Linked DNA regions of Mus musculus: all the other regions are linked to region 1. The links are chromatin contacts, called in public targeted proximity ligation maps. All regions are on one chromosome and are shown on one strand. The core of a region is the stretch at or near the end of the contact, and the rest is flanking DNA. Distances in the headings are between cores, read along the strand shown. Region 1 holds the start of Zfand5 (zinc finger, AN1-type domain 5). Region 2 overlaps Gm38486 (a long non-coding RNA gene). Region 3 has its middle 11 kb from the start of Gm41818.

Evidence for each region.
Region 2: a targeted proximity ligation map of the 230-238 cell line shows a contact between it and region 1, with 16 read pairs. A contact is called at or near these places in 1 of 39 promoter capture datasets (pre-B cells), 5 of 484 Hi-C or Micro-C datasets (B cells, adipose-derived mesenchymal stem cells, centrocytes and 2 more) and 5 of 130 datasets of targeted methods (the 230-238 cell line, the NIH/3T3 cell line, cardiomyocytes and 2 more).
Region 3: a contact with region 1 is called in a targeted proximity ligation map of the 230-238 cell line, with 19 read pairs. A contact is called at or near these places in 3 of 39 promoter capture datasets (the C10 cell line and pre-B cells), 3 of 484 Hi-C or Micro-C datasets (CD4 T cells, CD8 T cells and forebrain) and 8 of 130 datasets of targeted methods (the 230-238 cell line, the SCID.adh cell line, effector CD8 T cells and 5 more).

What each region holds. Positions count from the first base shown.
Region 1 is chr19:21,269,562-21,273,728 of GRCm38.p6, forward strand. It overlaps Zfand5 (zinc finger, AN1-type domain 5), which reads left to right and starts at 2,717. Exons shown (of 6, transcript NM_009551.5): 1 at 2,717-3,181. It overlaps LOC115489044 (atherin-like), which reads left to right and starts at 1,897. Exons shown (of 2, transcript XM_030251153.1): 1 at 1,897-1,929; 2 at 2,214-3,181. The coding sequence starts at 1,897. The coding sequence ends at 2,906.
Region 2 is chr19:21,584,344-21,588,580 of GRCm38.p6, forward strand. It overlaps Gm38486 (a long non-coding RNA gene), which reads right to left. Exons shown (of 3, transcript XR_003952926.1): 2 at 1-4,237. Among named protein-coding and RNA genes, the nearest start is that of Gm38486, 9.7 kb to the right of the region's middle.
Region 3 is chr19:21,710,463-21,715,144 of GRCm38.p6, forward strand. No RefSeq gene overlaps it. Among named protein-coding and RNA genes, the nearest start is that of Gm41818, 11 kb to the right of the region's middle.

The DNA of each region.
Region 1 (4,167 bases), core at 1,467-3,966:
TCATGCGTGCATAGGTGTGGGGTCATCAACAGGAAAATGGGTAACCTACATGGGGCCATACTAACAAAACTTACCCTCCTCCCCCATAGCGGCTCAGGTGTCCAGAGCTCCTCCCCATCCATGCTAGAAGATGGCCTTCCACTGCACTCCTCCCTGTCTTCTGGCTCTTACATTCTTTCCTTGCCCGCCCTCTTCCATAAAGTCCCCCCTCTATCTTAGGGGACAATGACATAAGTTAATTATCCTGATTTGAATTCTTTTTAAAACAGGAACTCACTATGTCACCCTGGCAGACCTGAAACTGGAAGCTGGAATTAAAGGTGTGTGTGTGTGTGTGTGTGTGTGTGCTACCACACCCTTCTAAAATAGTTACATTTTTAATGAAAACACAGGAAGCTGTAAACTGAAACTGGATGGTTTGGAACTCCCCATCTGGCTGCTGTACCCCTGGAGATTTACCTGTCTCTGCCTCCTGAGTGCTTAGATTAAAACTGTATACCAACCACTACAGCCATTTTTTTTTTTTTTCTTCCTAGTTTGGTTTTTCAAGACAAGGTTTCTGTGTAGCCCTGGCTGTCCTGGAACTAACTCTGCTACCACTGCCCGACCTGCTGCCTTCTTTTTTGAGACAGGGTTTCTAGGCAGCTTTGGCTGTCCTGGAACTTGCCCTGTAGACCAGGCTGGCCTTGAACTCAGAGATCCATTTGCCTCTGCCTCCTTAGTGCTGGGATTAAAGGTGCGTGTATGTGTCACCATTAGACTTAGAGCATGTGGGTTTTTTGTTTGTTTGTTTTGTTTTCTCGTTTCCTCCCAAAATATTGACATGGGGTTATTGGTCCTCTTTAATCTCTTGATCTCTCAATCTCTGTCTGTGATGTTCCATTCCTTAACAGACTCTGCTTGTGCCTTTACTAACTAGACGTAGGCAGGTCTCTGTGAGTTCAAGGCCAGCTTGGTCTAAAAGGCAAGTTCCAGGTCAGTCTGGGCCACACAAAGAGACCATCTCAAAACAAACCAAACTCTCTCTTTAATAAGCTTATCAGAACAGCTCCTAGTAGAGACGGCTGGAGCTGAGGCTTCTCTTTCTTTCTTAAAACTCTTGTCACACTGCATACAATTTTATCTGTTTGTTTATGTGTCAATATTACCATGTGGTCACCATAAATGCATTAATACATGTAGACAATATACTGATTTTAAATTACTCGGATTTGTATTACTTGTCAATTTTAACTTACACTATTGATAAGTTTTGTTAGCATCAACAGCTTGATTTTAAAATGACTTTGTTGTTTAAATTGGACAAGATAAATTATAAAGCTCTTCTTTTTAAAATGGAAGAATAAAAAGAGACAGACAATAAGGTATGCTCTATTTAAAAAAAATCTCTGAAGTTATTTTTATCCTCATAATTACGGTTTCCATTAGTCTCTAGCGCTTCAGGCAAGAGCATCCTTCATCATGACTGCCTTACCCTGACAAATGGACAGGGAGGGCATTTTTCTCAGTAAACTGCTGTGATAAATAAGGAGACCCTAAATGAAAAATAGATGACACTGAAATGGCTGGTAAATGGTAGCAGTTAGTTTTATTATTTACTAGTTTACAGAAATAAATCCCAAAGATCCTAGGACAAATGACCCAAACTAAGTCTGAAATACATTACTTGACCATAGCAATATAACCCCGAAATAGGTTTTTAAAATGTATTATGTACCGGTTAGTCCACTTGCTGTGCAGGGAGCAGTTAGATTTGGAGCATCAGGGCAGCACCCCTCCCCCACACTACTTCCACAATATCACAAATACAAAATCTAGAAATGAGGTTCGTGTGTCCCAGTCAAGGCCAACCCTAGGGTACCTTAGAGATAGGCCTAGGGTTTTTAAATACCCGAAATGAAGGACCCTAAGTGCATAAATGCCGTTAAGGTAGCCCTTCAAGGCCTACGGTTCTTAAATACCCGAAGTGAAGGACCCTAAGTGCATATTTGTAGCTAAGGTAGTAGCCCTTATGGATTTCGGCAGAGACATTTTGTGACCAGAACCCACGGAGAGACCAGCAGAAAGCTTCTTCTGTTCGTGCTCTGGGCAGGTACCCAGCACCTTGCCCTTGCCTGGGGTCCGGCTTGTTTGTCCCTCTTGCTCCATCTCATCAGGCTTGTCAGGGTTCTCCGTGCTTCACTGGAATAGTAAATTTCCAGGGGTTTCTATAGGCTGGCTTAACAGTTCAGAACGGCGGCGCGGGGCTGGGGCTGGTGGGCGGTCCTAGCTCAGAGCTGGCAGCGCACCGCGACCTTGGGCGGTGGCAGGCGGAGCTGCGGCGACACCCGGAACCCTGCCAGCCTCCTCCGGGCCGTGCCTTCCCGTCCCGCGGGGAGGGGACCCCGGCGGAGCTGGGGACGAAGCGTGAGAAACTGGGCTGGTGTGGGTGGCTGAGGGCGGACAATAGGGTTAAAAATAGAAGCGCTGCCTCCGTGGACCCGCCGCAGCAGCTCCACCCAGGGCCCCGCGGGCCGGAGGGTGACTGGGCGACGGTGACCGCAGCCTCCGGACTCGCCCCGCCCCCAAGTGCGGCCCCGCCCCCGGCTAGTGCCTGCAGGTCAGGGGCGGGGCCTCGTCCCGCGACGTCATCGCGCCGCGGGCGTGCCGACCGGGTTTTCGCTGACGCACAGGCCCCGCCCCCGCCGCCCTTTCCCTCAGATCCCGAGCGCCGGTCAGAGCCAGAGCGTCAGTCGTCGGGATCGCTGAGCGGTGTGCATCTGGTCAGGCGTCCGCTCGCTGCCCGGAGTCGCGCAGAGTCTCTGGCGAACGCGGAAGCCCGAAGAGCGCAGTCCTCGGGCCCCGTCGGCGCTCAGGCCTCTCCGCGCGCCTCCTCACTCGGCCGGGACGTCGCTGTGGAGGCGTGAGGTGCCGGCGGCCGGGCGCCTGGAGCGGCGCTAGCCCCGCGGCCTGCGGTTCTTCTCCTCCCCCGCCGCCCTCCCACCCGAGCTGCGGCGGGGCTCGGCCGCCTCGGCGCTTCTGCACGAACAAAGGAGGCCTCCGCGGCGCCAGCGCAGCTCCGCCTGCGCTCCGCTCCGCTCCGGCCCGCGGCGGCCGCTAGCCAGCCCTTCCCGGAGGCCTCAGCCCGGCCCACCGCCCGGCGTCGCGCGCCAGCTCGCTAGTGCATCCGGGCCCCCGCAGGGTAAGTGGCGCGAGCCGGGACGGCGCGGGGGCGGGAGCACGCCCGATCGGCGAGCACAAAGACGGGCCCGGCCGGGCCAGCGGGCTGGACGGGACAATGCCCGGCGTGCCGCGGCGCCGGGTGCCGGCCGGCCGACCGACCGACAGGATAGACAATGGCAGAGGCGGCTACTGCCGCGCCTGGCTCCCTGCACAGCCGAGTTGTTCCGGCGAGGGACCGTCGAGTGCATGACTCAGTGGTTTTTGGAGCAGGCCCTACCGGGCTTCCCGGAGCGCGGCCTGCGCTGCGAGGGGGGTGGGGGGCCTCTGGGTCCCGAACTCGGTCGAAATCGCTGGAACCGGGACTGACGGCTCTTCTCCCGGAGGGTTTTTAGTTTTTTCCAATGCGGTTAAGCTTCTCCCTCAAAATCCTTTGCATGGAAGCAAGTCGAGCGCCTCTCCCTTTGTTTCTTTCCTACGTGAACATTTGTGAAGTTGACATTTTGCTTGCTTTCCGTGCACTCCGTGTAGTTGTATTCTGAGGGAAGGTATTATAAGCTAACTGTCGATTGGAGCTGCCTAAGAATATTACCTGAGATAATTAGAAGAAAATAATATATAGGTCAGAGCCTCCTTTCTTAAAATCGGTATTTAGTAATCAAGGGAATAGTAAGATAGTAATTAATTTTATCTTATTTTGATTTTTTTAGGTGAGATTTCATTATTCAACTGCTGAAAATATTTCACTTTTACATTTCAAGTTTGTTTTTGAAGTGTCTCGCCCCAAAATAAGGGATTTCTTTTAGTTGTTCTAAATTGTTTTGTGGCTGGAACCGGTATTAAGTATGGAAAGAAGCTCTTAGAAAAAAAAAACTATTTGACTGTTTGGCAGAGGTGTCTGAAATCTGGAGACTAAGGACTTGCACAAGGTCAGGCTTAGTAGCACATTAGAGTTTAGAGTTCGGGTCTGACCTCGAGGTTAGGGAGTGATCTTGCCATTTTGAACCA
Region 2 (4,237 bases), core at 503-3,002, 310 kb after region 1:
AACTCCTCTAACCTTCCTTTTAACATTCACAGTACAGGCTGTTGGAGGATTTTCTCTTTCACCCTTTTGGGTGTCATCTGTTACTTATCCAACCATGAAGCGATCAGGAATTTGACAGCCATGCCGGGTCCTCGCATCCTGCATCCTCGCATCCTGCTAGGATTTCCCATCCTAGCTCCTTTTGGCGTGCTTGCATGTCTGTTTGGTGCAATCTGCACATCTGTGAAACACCTAGTGATTAGCATTATATAACGAACACTTTCTATGGGGTGGGGGCAGGATCTCTGAATCCCTCCCCCTCCCAGTCCGAGTGGCAGTTGTTCTCAGGAGTCAGCTGCTAAGGGGACACTAAAGAAAGCTGTCAGCAAGACCCACCACAGCATATTCCAATCACATGTATCAACTGTTTTCTCAAAAGAGCAATGTACAGGTGGGGAGCATTACTTTGTTTCCCCCGTTGTAGGACACAATTTATAGGAAAAAAAGATACAAAGAATTTATAGACCCAGAAAAGTGATTAGTTCCTTGGGGATTCAGTTAGGAAACTGGAGTATAAGTAGACATATAGGAACCTGATGGGGTGATGGTCTAAAGCTGGATTGTGGTGATTATTATATAACATTATACAAATTTACCAAATCACTAAATTATATACTTTTCAAAATTAGGTAAGTTTATGTTGTGTAAATTGTACTTCAAATTTAAAGTATAGACAGAATTGTCACCCCCATTATGGAAAAGGCTTTTATAGCAGTTCACAGAATTTACAAAATAACGACGGGTGATATTTTTATCCTCATAATTTCCAGGCTCCCAAATTTCTTTTGAAAAGGAAAACAGCTATAGCTGTCAATAGCTGAATTGGACACCTTAAGTATAGATCAAGAAAACTATATAACTAAGGGATATTGCAAAGTCAGTAACATACTGTTAATTGAATTTGTATTTAATTAATTACAACTACCACATGCACACTCACTAGACATCTAAGACACCTTTCGTCAGACTACTAACTGTGTGAGTTGAGCATGTGGCTCATCAGCTCTGTGATATCAATGGAGATGCTGAGTGGTCAGTGCCCCTAAGCTGAAACTCCCCCAAGACTTTATGCCTCCTTGATACAATGTTGAACGAGGGAGAGCAAAGAGACTCAGTTCAATTCCATCTGCTCAGTCCTCTCTGGAGCTTAGAGAGAGAGACACATAGTTGACTTCGTGGGCTGTGGGGTGTCCAGTGAATGGGCAAACTATACTTGGGAAGAAGCTCACAGAACAAGAGGAGACGTCATGACTGGATAAAAACAGAAAGGCTGGATGGTCCGATGTCTGTCCAAACATGGTGTAGACCATTTTATGGATTTGGGTTTTTTTTTTTTTTTTTTTTTTGGTTTGGTTTGGTTTCCATTTTGTTTTATATTTATCTCCCTCTTGTCCCCAGGGGTCACTACAGTGGTACAGAGTTATGTCACTATAGGCTATAAAGCAGACCTTTCATGATTGGCTACCTCAAACAAAGGCTTCCTTGCTGTAGAAATTTTCTTTTGATGTAGGGTCTCTTCACTGATTTGTGAGGCCTTCACAGAAATGTGGCATCAAGCATGCCCAGCAGTCCTTACTGAGGTCTTCCCACATATAAATAAATCAGCTACTTGACAGGACCTCAAAAGTCCTTGTCCATGGCCAAGAAGTGAGTTTCAAACCCTTCCCCAAGTCATTTACAGGAAACACTTGCCGGTTCCAGTAAGTTGTCTCTGCCCATCCACTGGCAGCTGCTTGCCCTGCAGCTGTCTTGTGGCAGCTGGCAGCCACCGTGTTGGAAGGTGAGAAGTGGGTGAATCTTATTTTTAACTGTGTAACCACTCTTACACTTCCATGCAGTGTAACCAATATGCTCTTGGGTAAAATAAAATGAATTCACCATTCTCGCTGTTTTCAGACTTTCTGAGCATGAAAAAATTTAGAACACTAAATTTTTTCCTCCAGGGGAACAATTAGACCCATTGGTTCAGAGTACATGACCAGAAAGACATATTAAATGTAAATTACAGTTTGAAAATCATTTCATGGGGGCTGGAGAAATGGCTCATCGTTTAAGAGCACTAGCTGCTCTTCCGGGGACCTGGGTTCAGTTCCCAGCATCCACATGGTGGCTCACAACTGAGGTCTGACTCAAGTCCCAAGGGATCCAATGTTCTCTTCTGGTCTCTTGGGCACCAGACATGCATGTGGTACACAAACATACATGCAGAAATACTTGTATACATATCAAAAATTAAAATGAAAATAAACCATTCTGATTTATATTTCCTGACTTAGTAAAAAACAAAACAGTGTAACATCCTGGGCTGAGGGACATCAGGGCTGTCCTTCAGAGTGTCTAACCTTGAGTGGCCCTGGCCATTTCCACAGGGCTGATTCATTTCCTGTACCATTGAGATCACTGTACCCAGGTCACCATGATCTTTCTTGATAGTTGTAAAATAAACTTAAAAACCACAGATTAACAAAAACATACTCTACAAATGGGCTTAGGATTAGTCGAATAAAAATAAAATGTAGATTGGATAAGATCATGCTCAACTGTATAACAGGCAAATGTGCATCTTAAATAAGAGATCGTTGTAAAGGACAGCGCTTTGAAACTCACTTTCCATTTTTAGTTAACTGTTATTTCAAAAATAAACCCCTCCATCAATTGATTTCCTCAGCATTCTGTGGATATGCATGTGATAGCAATTAGTCCGAGCTTAACAAATAAACCAAAACAAATTGTAAGGTTATTACTGCCAGAAATATACTTTCCAAAGCTTGCTGCTGCACCCAATTTGCAAGTGGTATTGTTGAAGGGTCTACATCTCACAAGTATTAAAAATAACCCAAAGCAAGCCTAACTCTTAAGCAATTTCATTGGCGGAGTCTGCGTCCTTCTTTAGTGGAAAGAGATTTTGTGTCAAACTTCCTTTCTTTGCTTTTATCCAAGAATCTTGGTTGACCTGCTCTGCAAGCTCACAAACCTCTTAGGCTAAACTGAAATAAAATGTTTAAGCCAAAAATGACTAGAGAATACTTCCTTTGTGGAAATAAAAGGGGTTTCTTGGCTCGGTGGGTAAAAGCACTTGTCACCAAGCCGGAAGACCTGAGTCTGATTCCTTGAGCCTATAGAAGGGAAGGCAAGGGCTGACTTCTTTGAGTTGACCTCTGACCTGCATTTGTGCTCTGTGGCATTCATGGAGACATGTGTTCTGCTGGATAGTTTTATGTCGAGCTGACACAATCTAGAGCCATCTGAGAGGATGGAACAGTTGCTCAATCAAGAAAATGTCAACCCATAAGATTGGGCTGTAGGCAAGTGGGAAGAACATTTGCTTAATTAATGCTTGACAGGGCAGGCTCAGCTCATTGTGAACGGGGCCACTCCTGGACCGGTGGCCCTCTGTTCAATAAGAAGGCAGGCTGAGCAAGCCATAGGAAGCAAGACAGCAAGCAGCGCCCCTCCATGGGCCTCTTCATCAGCCCCTCTTCCAGGTTCCTGCCCTGCTTGAGTTCCTGTCTTGATGAACAGTGCTATAGAAGTGTAAGCCAAAAAATCCCCCAAGTTGCTTTGGTCATAGTGTTTCACCACAGCAAAAGAAATATTACCCAAGACATGCACATACCAAAAGTAAATATGTATTTTTAAAATTGATCTTACAGAAGCCAGGGTCTCCAGATGCTGGGAAGAGCAGGAGTAAGAGGCACAAGAAAAGGTGGATCAGTGGGTACTAACTCTCAGCTACACAGGAGGAGGAAGATGGGCTAACGAGGGTACCTATGGATAATGATAATTCACTGTATTGCAAAAAGCTAGAACAGGTGTTGAATGTTTTTATCATAAAGAAACTGTAAATCTTTGAGATATTGAACCTGATCTATACATTATATAAAACATACAATTTATTAAAACATCATATAGGACACAAAATATCCCATATTTATTTTGCTTTTTTTTATTAGTCAATTTAAAAGCAAATTTCAAGTAAACGTAAAGGATTGAAAACAGCTGCAAAAATAATATTTATAAACTTCTTGACCAGAGCAGCTGCTATGTGTCAGGCATTTTCTATATAAATTTACTGCAGGTATACAGTTGTGATCCCAACCTTGTGAGACAAAGGCATGGATGGAAAGGAGCTCTCGCTGGAAACCAACCTGGGGCCGCGATGGACAAGGCAAGGGTCGGATTCAAGTAGTTCTTTCTC
Region 3 (4,682 bases), core at 1,664-4,163, 440 kb after region 1:
TTTTTTTTAAAGATCTATTTATTATTATATCTAAGTACACTGTAGCTGTCTTCATTAGCACCAGAAGAGGACATCAGATCTCATTACGGACGGTTGTGAGCCACCATGTGGTTGCTGGGATTTGAACTCAGGACCTCTGGGAGAGCAGTCGGTGCTCTTAACCACTGAGCCATCTCTCTAGCCCGGAAGGCAGCGGTAGCTATGGATACCACTTTGGTGGTTCTTAGGGTTACATCTCAAACTCCTGTTAGGAAGCATTTCCCCTTCTTTTTCGATGAATGAGATCATGCCTTGGCACCAGGATGCTTTGGATGGGATTACAGTCTGATAGCATAAAATTAGGAGTCACAAGGATTATTCACGGAAGTGATCAAGACATACTTTATACAGTAAATGGGATTTTTCCTCATGGGAGTCCCAGAAAACTGCTGGCCGTATCTGCTCAGGACTCAAGCATAGGTAGTTGCTATGTTAATTCTTGTTTAAAACGACCCTATATAAAAGTAATATTTTGTCTGTACATAGAATGTTCACAGCAAACATTGTTAACTGTGTTGGAATTCTTAGCAACCAGACTCTAGAGTCAGGAGTCCCTTTTATTCCTGTGCCCCCATAATTGTCCCTGTCTTCCCAGTCTGCCTCAAGACTACAACCAAAAGACATTTTTAGTAGAGGTATTTGTAAAAGTACAAGGTTAGCCAGGTGTGGCTTTAATCCCAGCACTCGGGAGGCAGAGGCAGGCAGATTTCTGAGTTAGAGGCCAGCCTGGTCTACAGAGTGAGTTCCAGGACAGCCAGAGCTCTACAGAGAAACCCTGTTTTGAAAAACCAAAACAAACAAACAAAAAAGTACAAGGTTGTATTTGGCAACCTGTGGAAAGCCACATGTGCCGTTGCAGGGTGGCACTGGCTACAGTTGGCCACCACGCATACATAGGCAGTAAAGTTTTTTGCCAAGATGAGGTTTTGAGAATTAACCAATCAGATGAGAGACATATTAACCAATCAGAAGAGAGACAAGTTAACCAATCAGATGAGAGAGAAGTTAACCAATCAGATGTGAGACATGCAAATGAGGTGGTAAGCATAACTCATGCATAACCAATCCGGGTGTGAGACACGCCTCTCCTAGGCCTATATAAGCAGCACCAGTTCTGGGCTTCGGGTCTCTTCGCCTCTGCAATCAAGCTCTCCCAATAAACATGTGCAGAAGGATCCTGTTGCAGTATCATTCTTGCTGGAGAGTCAGGGCGCGCACAGGAGCAACCCTTCTAAGGGGAAATTTTTAGATATGGACATAGGGGAAGAAAATCTAAATGGAATATGTTAACTTCCTCATCTAGGAAGACCTAGATACTAATTTCATGATACTGAAGTGGCTAAAATTTTCAGAAGAGAATAATGGAAGGGAGCAAGCTGCATTTGAAAGATATTTTCAAAGGACTTCCTTGATTTCTTAGCTGAGTACTACTCTGCATATCCAGTATGAAATCCCCACTTCTAGGAAAGAGTGAAGATTTCCAGGTTCTCACATGGCTTGGGGGCATTTGAATCCCATGCATCCAGACCTCAGGGACATCTCTGGACATGCAGGGCTACTAGAGATCTTTAAGAAAGCTCATATCTTAGTAATAGGTACTATAAAAGAAACACTAGTTTTAATATTTAAAAAAATGTAAACTGATCCAAGGGGTTGGCAATATAGGCCAGTGACAGAGCTCTTGCTGATCCTGTGGAAGTCCCTGGCTCAGTCCCCAGCAAAATAAAACAAAAGAAAACAAAATTTTAGCAATGTTTTTAAAGCCTTAAAAAAATTAAGGTAATCTTTGCAAATATTTGCCTGCAGGTGTTTCATGCTTGTTACCCACAATAAAACAAGATACTGAAGGAGGATGATCATGTGAGGCCAGCCTGGCTATATAGAGAGACCCTGTTGAATGGCAGGCAGGAAGGAATTTTTAAGGAGAAAACCAAAATTTCAACACTTCACATATAGTACAGCATCCAATAAAACTCAGCTTGTAAAAAAAGGGAATGGCTTCTGGCATTCTTCCCACACCTAGAAGAAAAGATGATACAAGTCCAAAAGTGACAGACATTATGGAATCACTAACCCGAGGGGTTGTCATGGCTAGTTTTTAAGTCCACTTGAGACAAGGTAATGTCATCTGAGAGGAGGGAACCTCAAATGAGAAAATGCCTCTATAAGATTGGGCTGTTGATAAACCTGTAGGGCAGTGGTTCTCAACCTGTGGGTCAAGATCCCTTTGGAAGGTTGAACAAGCCTCTAACAGGGGTCACCTAAGACCATAGGAAAACAAGGGTCCACAACGGGTGATGATGTAGCTAAGCCACTGGCATTGAGTGGCTGAGGGATTTACAAAACAAGTTCCAGGACAGCCAGGGCTACTGGGAGAAACTCAAACAAACAAAGAAGGGGATAGCATTACATGATTTTTCTATTTAAAGAGAGAATTTGTATCTGAAAAGTTATCTCTGCTGACCAAATGAGACCATTAAAGACAAATTAAAGTATAAAGGCAGGTTTATTGTGTGTGGGAGCAGCTCCTGGTCTAGTTCGCTGATCACACAGGAGGGGGGTCAGTGAAGTTGTTGTGGAAAGGGAGAGAGGGGAGAGGGAGGAGAAAGAGAGAAAGCGGCTCCCAGAGGGAGAAGAGAGTGTATCAGGATGTCTAGAGTATATAGTGAAGAGCCACTCCTGTGAGAGGAAACCCAGCCCTTGGGTTGGAAACTTCAGCATAAGACAGTAGGGTATGCCAGCCAGGCCCTGTAACAGGTAGGGACTGAGGGTTGCTGGGAGAAACTGGAGGCAAGGTCTGCTTTGATATGTTAAATATACTCTTCAGTTGCTTGTTCTGGGTTTGAAACCCAACAGTAGCCACTCAGTTTGGGATTTGTCTCTGTGTGGTTCTTTGTATCTGCATTTTCTTCCTTCCACACGTGGTGGTGGTGGTGGGGTGGGAGGGGCTTTATCTTTGGCCTCTTGTTTCACTTCTCATTTCTCCCTTCCTTTTCCCTCTCTTCTCTCCTTTCAGAATTTCTCATGCTCTGCCAAGAATGGATACTTTATGAAGCTGTTATATCATCCTAACCTGAGAAAATAAAGCAAGCAGTAACCACTGTGCCAGATTGCCTTCTGTTGCTGCAATAAATACTGTGGCTGCAAACAACTTGAAGAGGAGAGGGTTTATTTTCTGCTTACAACATGGTTCTAATGCTTTGATTGGGAATCTGTGTGAACGCTGAAGGTTCTGTTCTCCAATTGGTTGTTGATCGATCAATAAAGATGCTAGCAGCCAATGGTTGGGCAGAATAGGTGGGACTTCCTGGTTCCTGAAGGTAGGCTAGAAGAGACAGAAGAGAGAAGGAGGGAGAGTCTCCAGCCATTGGCTGCTTTCCCAGCTGTCCCTGGGGTAGCAGGCAAGAGACTAGAAACACAGCTAAGCAGAGGACAGAGCAAGGGGAGCTGAGCAAGGAGAAGGTAACCAGGCAACTAAATTGAGGGGAGATTTAGAGGTGTTGAGCTGGGAGTGAAGGTAAGGGCACATTAGCCTTGGGAGGCTTAGAAGTGCCTGACCATTGAGCTAAAAAGCATATTTAAAAGCAAGCTGTGTGTGTGTCTTTCATAAGCAGATCCAAGGGAACGGGGGCATTGGTAGTGTGGTCCACGTTGAGCTTAAAGCAGGATAGTAGAAGTTACACACTTCAGTCCAGTCCATCTTTGAGGTATCCTGGGCAGAAATCTGGAGGCAGGGAACTGAAACAAAAGCCTGATTTGCTCTGCCCCCCTTTTCTCAGCTTCCTTTCTTATACAATGTAAAACCACCTGTCCCCGGGTGCCACTGCCCTCCCAAATCAAGCATTAATCAAGAAAATGCCCCAAGCTTGCCTACGGGGTAGTCTGTTGGAGATAATTTGTGTCAAGCTTTCAAAACGGAAACAGAAAATCTACCAGCATACCAGGAAACCACGAATGCTTACTATTGTGAGAGCCAACGTTTTGTTTTGATGACTGCCTAAGAGAGCCAGGAAACAAAAAATGCTTCTAACCTGTAAGCCCCTTGCCCTAATGCTCCAAAATGGTGGAGGCTATTGTTTATGGGAGATTACAAGCCTCTTGTTTCCACTCCCCTAAACAAGTTTGTTTGACCCAACTGCACTGGACGTATTTGATCACATGTGGTAAGTGTGCCAGAAATACATCAGGATGTAGACTTGCCCTTGATTTGCCCTGGTCAGAAGTACTATGGCCTTCTGGGATTGCCTTTTAAAAGTTTATGCGAGGCATAAGTCAGCCATTTCCTGGGGAGAGAGTCCATCAACCTGACCAATATTTAATTGGCTTTAAAATGTGGCGGCGGCAGCAGCAGTGGTGGTCTTTTTATCGAACAGTGGACTTAACACCATTTTATGATAAAATGTAAAAATCTCTGGTGTCAGGAAATAAGTGAGTTGTTGATTCATTTTGAAAATAAACAGAATCTGACCTTCTCCACTGCCATCGGGGGAGGTGGGCTACTCAGGTTTTGTTGATTTAGGTTAGCTGACCGCATTTGTTCCCCACCCTAGCAGCATGTACTAGGCATGGTGCCAAGGGAATAAATTCTCCTGTAGCGCCAAGCTTCAACTCTGTCTGCAAGTAAAGTAAGAGGGCATGCAAGG